Regions from separate parts of the Mus musculus genome. Here all the other regions are linked to region 2. A link is a contact called in public Hi-C and HiChIP or PLAC-seq data. All regions are on one chromosome and are shown on one strand. The core of a region is the stretch at or near the end of the contact, and the rest is flanking DNA. Distances in the headings are between cores, read along the strand shown. Region 1 overlaps Arfgef2 (ADP-ribosylation factor guanine nucleotide-exchange factor 2 (brefeldin A-inhibited)). Region 2 overlaps Prex1 (phosphatidylinositol-3,4,5-trisphosphate-dependent Rac exchange factor 1). Region 3 holds the start of Prex1 (phosphatidylinositol-3,4,5-trisphosphate-dependent Rac exchange factor 1).

Region 1 (3,140 bases), core at 151-2,650, 250 kb after region 2:
GCGCCCTCCTGAGCTAATCACACCTCAACAACTGGCTCCACCATCTAGGGAACCACATCTTTAAAATGTGGGTCTTGCAGAGGACATCCCATATACAAACCATATCAAGCACCATCCATTACACACATGAAATAGGTAGCGACTGCATAGATAAGCCTCAGCCTCCTAAGAGGCCTGGTCTAGAGACTGGAACGTGTGGGTCAGCGCCTAGTGCGAGAACCTGCATCTCTTTCTGCCTGGGCAGAGGAGGTGGCCTGTGCAGAGGGAGCTAGGGCAGAGACAGATGGGAAGCACGGGGCAGATGCAGAGAAAAATTCTGGGATTGTGGACTTGGTAAGTGGGATGCTGAGGGAGGCTAGTAAGACGGAACATGGAGGGAGGACCAGGAAGGGGGCAATGGCTGAAATGTAAATAAAAAGATGGAGCGTGGAAGCAGGCCTGTCAGGTTAGAGACATGGTCACTGATGGTCTCTTGAGCTGTTTTGGGTGGAGTGCTGCAGGTGGAATCCAGACTGGCGTAGGCAGAAGTGAAAGTAGGAGGAGAGAAACTCGGTGTGGAGAGCAGGCTGTGTCTGGGTGTGCTGTCAGGAGGAGCGGTGTGGCCCATGGAAGGTTTGTCTCTTTCTTGGTTTTGAGGCAGACTTGCTATGTAGTAGTGATTGGCCTGGTACTTGTGGCAGTTGTGCTCCGACCTCCTGAGTGCTGGAATATAGGGGTGTCGCCACGCACACCTTCAGTTTTCTTTCCTTAAGGGAGAAGACACTTGGAATTTTCTAAATGTCATTGAAAGGGGATCCACTTGAGGGAGAGGTTAAATAACACAGGAAAGGAAAAGGAAGATTTACATGGGTGTTCAACACACACTGAGTGCCCGCCCACCCGCTCCTGTCTGTCGACACATTCTAGTGGACAGCACAGGCTGGCTTGCATAGCGGGTCTGCTGGGCTGGGGAAGCAGGCATAAAGGAGCTGACATAGTATGTCAGGGGTGACCAGTCAGTACTGGGAAGAAAGCTGAGAGGAGTAAGCTAGCGGGAAATGGAGTGCAGAGCTGTCCCAGGGGCAGCTAGTGAGGATGCTGAAAAGCACCTCTGAAGTGGTGACATGTGAGCCTGGGACTGAAAGAGCCCTGGGCTATGGTAGGGAGTGACTGTGGACGGGGAGACCAGAGTGGAGCCGTAAGGATTCTGAACTTCGTGCTGTTGGAGAGTTGAGCAGATGAGGGCCATTGGCTCCCCTCAGTGTGAGCCATTTCCCACACTGCCTATCTCCTTGCTGCCTCAAAACAGCTCCCAGAAGGAAGAGTTTGTTTTGGTTTACAGTTTGATGGGACAGTACACTGTGGCGGGAGCTTGAGGCCTTAGTCACATGGCCATGTCAGGAAGCAGAGAGTGGTGGATGCTGGTACTCAGCTTCCTCTCTTCTTATGCCCAGGACTCCAGAAATGGCGCTGCCTACAATTAAAGTGGCTCCTCCTACCTCACCTAGTCTAATGGAGGCAGTCTCACAGGCATGCCCAGAGGCTTGTCTCCTGGGTGACTTTAGAGCCTATCAAATTGACAGTGTTAACTGTCCCTCTGGCTGCTGTGTGGAGAAGAGCTGTGGGGTGGGAGGGAGGAAGGGAGGGAGGGAGGGAGGGAGGGAGGAAGGGAGGAGAGGGTCAGAAGTAGAACAGTCAGGTGGTTAGTGGGCAGTGATGGGAGCCTGTGATGAGAAGAGTGGCTGGTCCTGAGAGCATGAAGTCCCCAGGCAAGCAGTAGGGAGAGGTGGGCATGGGGGATGGTATCTTCTTCCTGCCTCAGAACAAGGGGACCCTAGGGTGGACAGGCTTGCTAACAGGAAGTTGAGAGAGTCTCCCTGTGTTGGCATCTAACTTCTCCAGGACAGGAGGCTGCTATATTATCTGTGAAGGAAGGATATGATGATGCCAGTCAGTGAGAGATACTGAGGAGAGCGATGTATGTTACACATGGTGCAGAAGTACGTAGCCTCTGAGGCTGGTGATGGCAACATCATAGACTCGCCTGTTGTTGGATGTTTGCTTAGGTGGAGACAGTTCACCAGAGGGTGGAATTGTTATCTTAGGATGGGATTTTGCCACAAATTGAGACCAGAGGTCAGAAGTCATGGCTGTTGGATGTCTCTCACTCTGTCAGCAGTCCTGCTGAAGGGCTCCACCTGGAAAATGCAGGAAGAGGCAAGCTGTCAGGTCAGTCCTGGGAGGTCTGGCTGGCCAGTGTAGGATCCTCTGGGAGCATTTGAGTAGGTAGGCTAGCTGGAAAGAGAGGAGATCATGTAGAGAGACTAGAAAGGAACTAGAGGTGCCCCAGTTCCACACAGGGGCAAGATTTGGAATATGACCAGCCACTGTAGGAGGATTTGGGGTGGAGGAGCAGGTGACTGAGGGCCTTGAAGGGGGATAGGGCTGAGTTAGATAGGAGGGACATGTGGCTGTCCTATTGGAAAGATGCTGTGGTCTGAGGGAATTAGCCGGTAATGATTGTTGGGCAGGGTCAGGTGTGAGGATCTTGGTGGCCGTTGATGGGAAGGAGAGGCTGGTGAGTGGGGATGCTGCTTTCGTAGGTAATACAACACCCAGAATCCATCTCTGCAGAAGTCTGTGGCTTTCTAGGTGCAGCTGCCCTAGCCTGGGCCTATCTCCCTCCTTTGTGGCCTGCTCATTTATTGCTGCAGGCTGCCCACTTGGCAACTGTGAGTGCTGTGCTATTAGCACAGGAAGCAGTGGAGTGCAGGGTGAGCCCCACCAGCCACCGGTCTCCCAGCCATCATCCCTGTCTTCCTCTTGAGTGGTGAGTGGGTGTGGCCTGCCTTGAGGTCCTCACTGAGAGTGTATCTGTTCTGCCACCCTGGGTTGCAGAGGACGACAGTGGGCAATGTCTCTAGTTCCAGTTTAGGGCACCCAGCAGCTCTCCTGTGCAGCACTGGGGACTGCATCCCCACTGGACTTTGGTTTGAGATAAGAGCCGAGCCAAAGACGTGACACAGCCACCTGCTGTGCCTGCTTTGCCTCTGTCGGATTATGGCAGGACTTCTTTCCTGGGGTTGTTCATAAAGTAGCCACACCCAAGTCCTCTTACAGTCGGTGGGAAGTCAGGATTCTGGAGGGTTCACGAGTCATCT
Region 2 (3,176 bases), core at 623-3,122:
AAAAAAAAAAAGCCAGGCTCTGTAGCTTATCAGCATCCATAAGGAAGAATTGTGGCCGACAAACATGACTCAGAGCCCACACCTTTTACCAGGCAGGCATCACTAATCAATCACTGCTTCCCCCTGAACCTTCACACAGGTAGCTGCTGTCAGCTGAAGACTTTGCCAAGTAATTTGTTGTAACAGCCAGAGAAGTAGCTGATACACCCCCCTCCTTTTTCTATGTGCTCCCCAAAGACTGACTCTGAGTCTCGGGTTGGGCCGTGAGGCTTGAAGCACTGGAGACTGGTCCACTTGGGCTGCTGGCCTGGCAGCGGAGGAGAGCCAGCGTGGCTCTGAGCAGCTCGACTCGGGGCAGGAAGGGAGGGCTTACTCACTGGCCACAGAATTCTCATCCAGCTGCTTAAAGGAGAAGGTGACATTGTCCAGCTCCGACAGCGTCACCCAGATGTCCTCCAGCATGGTCCGTTCCTCCTTCTGCGGGAAGAGGCGGTGGTAAGGGAGACTCAGATGCCACCCTGTCCTGGGCTGCCCTGGAGATGCCATGCTTTGCACCTACGGGGCTGGGAGGCCTGTGGGTGTCTTGGGTGTGGCTCTACAGGTGACATCATGGTTCATCCCACCACCTGCCCTGTACCCCATAGGGGTCAGAAGTCACTTCTGCTCTGCCTTGCTGTGTGGCCCCAGTAAAGCCACACCCGGTACCATCCAAAATGCAGCCAACTCCATGAGCATCTGCACTTCCTCTCTTAAGCCCCCTAGACCTGCTCTGTATCCCTTTCTCAAGGCCGTCCGCTCCTGGTCGTCTTACCCCATCCAGCAGCTACGACTGCCTGGACACAGTCTGCCTCCGTCCAGCCTCCCGGCCAACACCCAACTCTAGTTGCAGCTGTTCTCACCAGGACACCTCAGAGGGTTCTTTCTCCATTTAGTCCCCTAACCGCCTCTCTCCAAGGTTACACGCTTTCTTTTAAAACTTAGCCCAGATCACAGGAGTCCCCTGCCCTTCAGCTTCCGAGTCACTTTCTGCCTGCAGACCATCCCACTAACCTTGCTTTCCCTGCCTGTCCCCACTGGCCACACGGGCCTCTGCCCAGGGCCTCTGCCCGTGCTGTCCCTCTGCATACTTTTCCTCAGACCTTCCTATTGGCTGACAGATATCATAAATCAAAAGTCACCACCCAGAAAGTCTGGCTACTCCCCCCAGAGAGACTCCAAGGCCTTTGGGCTGTCTCCCCTGTCAGTCTACTTCTCTAGGAAATAAGCTGTAGACCCAGTGGCCAGCTCGGTGCTGGTGACATCAGTGAATGAGCTGGATCTGGTATTCCATCCTTAGAGGTTAGAGGGCTGCTGTGGAGTGGGGCCAGAGGCAGATCTCTGAAGACCGGCAGCAGTGCTCACCAGTGGCCAGCAGGGGGCGATCTAGGGCTGTGCTGCCCGTGGGCGGCCTGAGATAGCCTCTGGAACCACACATAATGGAACTGCTACTGGGTAACGAGCCAGCCCTCCTGCCCTCTACACTTGCACTAGATGCAAGTAATATTCTCTCCCCTCCCTGGATTCCTCAGCTGCCAGCCCAGACTGCCACGAGACACCCGCTTGCGGCTCAGAACCATGGGTCTTTTCTGTCTGTCTCTCTTCCCCAGGACACCACAGAGCACAGGGACTTTTGTTCATCCACGAACTCCAAAACCTAAAAGCAAATGCTCAGCAAATCACTGCCACATGAACCCCTGGGTAACTGGGAGCAGAGAGTAGCCACAGCACTCTCTCCCGTGCTGCCAATGACCTCAGCCGCTTACCACGGAGGCTGGTGCCAGCAGAGACTGCCAGTGCAGCAGGACACCTGTAGCCGCCACCTGCTCCAGCCACTTGCGGCTGGCATCTCTGCTGCTCTCTTCATACTCGCCGTTGTTGTTGTAGCGGTAGTCAAGGGCGGCCAGCAGCTGCTCCGAGAAAGTGCACACGGCGGCCACCAGAGCCTGACAGAAGACAGCATCCCTGCGCAGCTGCAGCTCCGTGTCTGTGGGGGGGGGGGGGGGGGCGCTCTGGGTAAGTGGTGCTGTGCGGACTGGCAGCATCTCCACCCTCAACACCCGAACCCTGGACCTGCCATGCCCACGGGGGCCTGTGGAGAACTCTGAAGGGGCAAATAGGTTGCCAAAAGCCAGTTGCAGAAAAATAAATTCTTCAAAAGAAGACAGATCTGCCCCAAGTCTCACTCTCCCACTGCCCAAGTGCCTGCTTCTTGGAGAATCGAATGTGTGGCTCTTCCCGAGGCGGACATACGCCCAAACCCTGCCCCACTGCCCTACAGTGAATCACGGGACCTCTCAGCCTTGGCCACACGAATCCTAGCAGTACTAAGCTGCATATTCAAGATGGGTCCCAGGAACACTTCCCCCTGCCTCACCTCCCCCAAGTCCTGCCCCAACTGGTCAAGCCAGGCAGTTGGTAATCTGTATAAAGAGTAGGCACATCCACACATGCACATATGCATACTCAAGTCTACATGTGCACATGCATGTGTGTGCATGGACACACATACTACACGCACACGCACACACATGAAGGTATCCTGCAGTTACATCCTCTATTATTTCCAGGCTCCGCTCTACTAGCTCAGAGCCCATGTTCCTCACCCTCCGTCTTCCACCAGTCCCCCTGCCAACACCCACCAGGCCTAACAGGTAGCACTAAACAGGGCTCATGTTCCCCAGGACCTGAGTCTAGTCCTCTGCCTGGCCCCAGAGGAAAAGGTGAGAAGTTCTCGGCGAGACTGGGAGAAAAGGCTGCCTCCCCAGTGCAGATGCTGAGGGCCCCATTGAGATGCTGTTGGCCAGCAGAGGGACATCACCCCAGCCTGTGGCCACAGCACCCACTGTGTCTCCCAGGGACCCCTTCACAGCCCCATTCCTACCTGTGCACTTGAGCAGAGCCAGAAGCAGCTGGTTCTTTCCATCTGAAAGGAGGGAGGAGAGAGGAGGAGGGGTGAGCAGAGATGGCAGAAGCGGGGCAAGCCAGTGCCTACAGCACCCGGGCTCTGGCCCCTCACAGATGCTTGAGCTGTGCTCAATGCATGCTGGGTAAGTTCCAGAGCCCCTGAACATCAGAGATGGAGCCCCTACCACCAGTGTTCCTGTATCCTCATCAGAGAGCTGTGTTGGGGGTAACCT
Region 3 (2,721 bases), core at 8-2,507, 140 kb after region 2:
TCAACTGTGAGAGAGGAAGAGATGGGAAAGAAAGCCAACCCTGTCTTATTCTCACAGGCCTTTCCAGAAGGATCCTTGGGCCAAAGGGCTTTCAATGCCTCCACACAGCGTCTTCCCCCCCCCCAACTTCGTACTCCCTCCTCCCTCAGTGGGAACCCCCCCCCCCGACCTCACACAGACTCCCCTGCATCCTTAAGCCATTGAGTGTTTCTTTTTCCCAGATGGAGAGAACTCCAGTGTGATTGGGGGTCTCTTGAAACACACACACACACACACACAAACGCACGCCTTCCTGAAGCAGGGTTAAGACTTCCTCCAACCCAAGAAGGGAGTTAAAGCGGCCCCAGCAGGAGGCACGGAGATTAAAGCCCTCAGGTCTCTAAGACCAGCCCTTCCCACCCCCTCCAGTTTTCTCACTTCCTAGGAGGGTAGGGAAGTGGCCCCTTCCTCATTCTCACTAGAGACACCAGGGCAACTACGTACCGGAGTTTAAAGCCCCCGCAGGGCTGCCCTGGGTCACCGCCCTGCATCCAACCCTACGACGTAGCCTGCAGAACTATCCAGAGCAAGGGACTCAACCTCTCTGGAGCCGAACTCTTCCCTGATCTTAAGGATCAGAAAATATAACCTACTGATGAGCCCGGTAACGGCACAGTCTGCTGATACCAGTGTAAGGTGCGTGGTACACAGACGCACTCGGACGCTGTTTTGCAGTCTAAGGCTTTGACTGTGCAATTCGAGCTGGGGCAAGGCTACGGAGCCCAGGGTCCCCGGTGCAGCTAAGGAGCCCCTACCCGGGCTTCTCCCTACACTGGCCCCCCAGCGGGGCGGCCCCGGGCAGCGGCCGCGCGGATGTAACCATTTCAAACTATGCACAAGGCGGGGAGCCACAGACAAAAGCGCAACGCGGGCCGGCCGGCCACAGGTGGCGGGAGCTCACCGACTGCAGGAAACGCAAGGTGCCCACGTAGTCGCGCTCGGTGCCCAGGATCTCGTTGAGTACGCACAGACGGAGGCGCAGCTGGCGCTCCGAGTCGCGGGCGGCCGCGCACGGCCCGGAGACGGGGCCGCGAGCATCGGGATGCGCACCGTCCCCGCCTGGGTCCCCGCCGCCGTCACCACCACCGCTGCCGGGTGCCTCCATAGCCGCGCGGCGCCCGAACTTCCCGCGCCGAGGTCGCGCCGCGGCTTAGGCGTCCGGGCTCCGCATCCCGGACAGGCGCCGCTCAGCGGGCCCGGGGCAGGCGGAGCGGGGGCGGGACCTGGGCGGGGTCATGGTGTATGGGCGGGGCCTTGGTAGAGAGGGCTGAGCGATGGGCGGGGAAGGAGGCGGGGTCAATCTGCTAGTGGGCGGGGATCTTTGTAGAAAATGGACGGGGTGGGGCGGCACCTCATGCGGAAACTGGGCGGGGACTAATGGAGAATGGACTGAGCTGGGGCGGAGTCTGGTGGGATTGGGCGGGGATTGGGCGGAGCCCCCTCCCGGCTTCCAGGGAGCGTCGGCCAAGAGCCGGTTCGTGCGCGCGCCGCACAGTCAGAGTTTGGGGCTGGAAATGCGTCGCCCCAGACCCCAGTCAGGTCGTGGTTCTGCTGAGTCTGTAGGCCAAGACCCATTCAGCAGTTCTGCAAGAGCAGCTCGCGCCATCCACCCGTAAGGAGTGCCCCGTGGGTGATCTGCTGGAGCCGGATCAGCGACCACCACGCGCATCTCCTGACGCCCGGAAGAGCAGCTCGACGCCCCCACCAACACGGCCGCTCATGCCCTCGGCTTACGGTGACCTTGGAAGAACTCTAGCTGCATCTTTGTCCTTACTTCTGTTTCTCTTTCCGTCGGAGCTCTGCGCCTACTGTCCCAGCGCTCCCCATCCCTAAGCAAAGGTGCCCACTTGGACGAGACCGTTGCAGGAAGCCGCCCTCGTACCCACCAGAGATAAAGCCAAAATGGGAATTTTGCTGCCAGCCGACAGGCTGTTCTGTGTGACCTTGATCTTTCAAACGTTCAGTTAACGTGCTAACCCCCCTTTACCCTCGAGAGGCATTGGGACCCGAGTCAGCCTCTGGGGTTCAGCCCCTCATTGATGACCTTGGTCAGCACCCCCATCCCACCTAAAGCTCCTCCGTTTGCCTCACAGTACAAGGGGAAGAACAGTAACACCTAACTCTTAGGGACCAGCATACGGCTGAGCCATAGTCCCTGGAAAGTGATTTTAACACCCTAGAAAGTCTTATCTTCGTTCTTAATTATTCCTGCCTTTGTCAACTGCCCTCTTGACCGGGCCTCTGAACTGCTTGTTCAATCCCTACCTGCCCCGCCTCAGATCTATTATCTCCTATGGAGTCAGTCCCTGTTTCACAAAATAGCCTCTGTGGAGTGTCATCATTTCTGGGGCAGGAGCACTGTCCTCTATTTACTTCCCTTCAAGATGCCTAGAATAGTTCTCTGGGGCCTTGAAGTAAAACAGTCTTTTGCACAAGGATAGAGGAGAGACTGTGGTAGCTCCTGCTACCCCTGGCCCTGTTCCTTTGGGGCCTAGGGCACCGTGACATTTGATGTGGGCAAGGTATCCTAGGTAAATGGATGTAAAAGGGTGAGCCCATCAGGTATTGGTCATGGAGTGAGTGTTTCCAAAGAATCATTATCTTCTTGTTTCTGAGCTTTCCAGACATAACACTGCTTCTGTCCTTAGATCCAGCACCTTTTTGGGTTTCAGTGGGCCCTGT

The links. Hi-C and Micro-C count contacts between places; a contact is called where the count stands out from the background. HiChIP or PLAC-seq counts read pairs in DNA pulled down with a chosen protein or histone mark.
Region 1: a contact with region 2 is called in a Hi-C map of bone marrow-derived macrophages, with 20 read pairs. The contact joins two enhancer-like sites. A contact is called at or near these places in 3 of 484 Hi-C or Micro-C datasets (Th1 cells, bone marrow-derived macrophages and cerebral cortex), 1 of 115 datasets of contacts at active chromatin or transcription factors (bone marrow-derived macrophages) and 4 of 9 other capture datasets (adipose tissue, embryonic stem cells, liver and 1 more).
Region 3: a contact with region 2 is called in an H3K4me3 HiChIP or PLAC-seq map of bone marrow-derived macrophages, with 2.8 times the contacts expected there. The contact joins the promoter of Prex1 here to the enhancer-like site in region 2. A contact is called at or near these places in 1 of 39 promoter capture datasets (maxillary cranial neural crest), 2 of 15 datasets of contacts at CTCF or cohesin (the NIH/3T3 cell line and large pre-B cells), 4 of 484 Hi-C or Micro-C datasets (bone marrow-derived macrophages, embryonic stem cells and granulocytes), 16 of 115 datasets of contacts at active chromatin or transcription factors (CD8 T cells, bone marrow-derived macrophages, embryonic basal ganglia and 10 more) and 4 of 9 other capture datasets (adipose tissue, embryonic stem cells, liver and 1 more).

Annotation. Positions count from the first base shown.
Region 1 is chr2:166,819,516-166,822,655 of GRCm38.p6, forward strand. All of the region lies in intron 1 of Arfgef2 (ADP-ribosylation factor guanine nucleotide-exchange factor 2 (brefeldin A-inhibited)), which reads left to right. Among named protein-coding and RNA genes, the nearest start is that of Arfgef2, 16 kb to the left of the region's middle. Within about 2 kb of position 1,401, at least 53 of the 459 cell types and tissues checked have an H3K27ac peak or open chromatin away from gene starts, as enhancers often do. A contact at or near this core is called in bone marrow-derived macrophages and cerebral cortex, where this site is marked.
Region 2 is chr2:166,573,744-166,576,919 of GRCm38.p6, forward strand. Prex1 (phosphatidylinositol-3,4,5-trisphosphate-dependent Rac exchange factor 1) reads right to left here. Exons shown (of 40, transcript NM_177782.3): 31 at 2,921-2,962; 32 at 1,803-2,023; 33 at 378-477. Among named protein-coding and RNA genes, the nearest start is that of Gm29679, 11 kb to the left of the region's middle. Within about 2 kb of position 1,873, at least 22 of the 459 cell types and tissues checked have an H3K27ac peak or open chromatin away from gene starts, as enhancers often do. A contact at or near this core is called in bone marrow-derived macrophages, cerebral cortex and embryonic basal ganglia, where this site is marked.
Region 3 is chr2:166,712,575-166,715,295 of GRCm38.p6, forward strand. It overlaps Prex1 (phosphatidylinositol-3,4,5-trisphosphate-dependent Rac exchange factor 1), which reads right to left and starts at 1,258. Exons shown (of 40, transcript NM_177782.3): 1 at 941-1,258. The coding sequence starts at 1,144. It overlaps Gm46777 (a long non-coding RNA gene), which reads left to right and starts at 1,255. Exons shown (of 3, transcript XR_001783555.2): 1 at 1,255-2,721.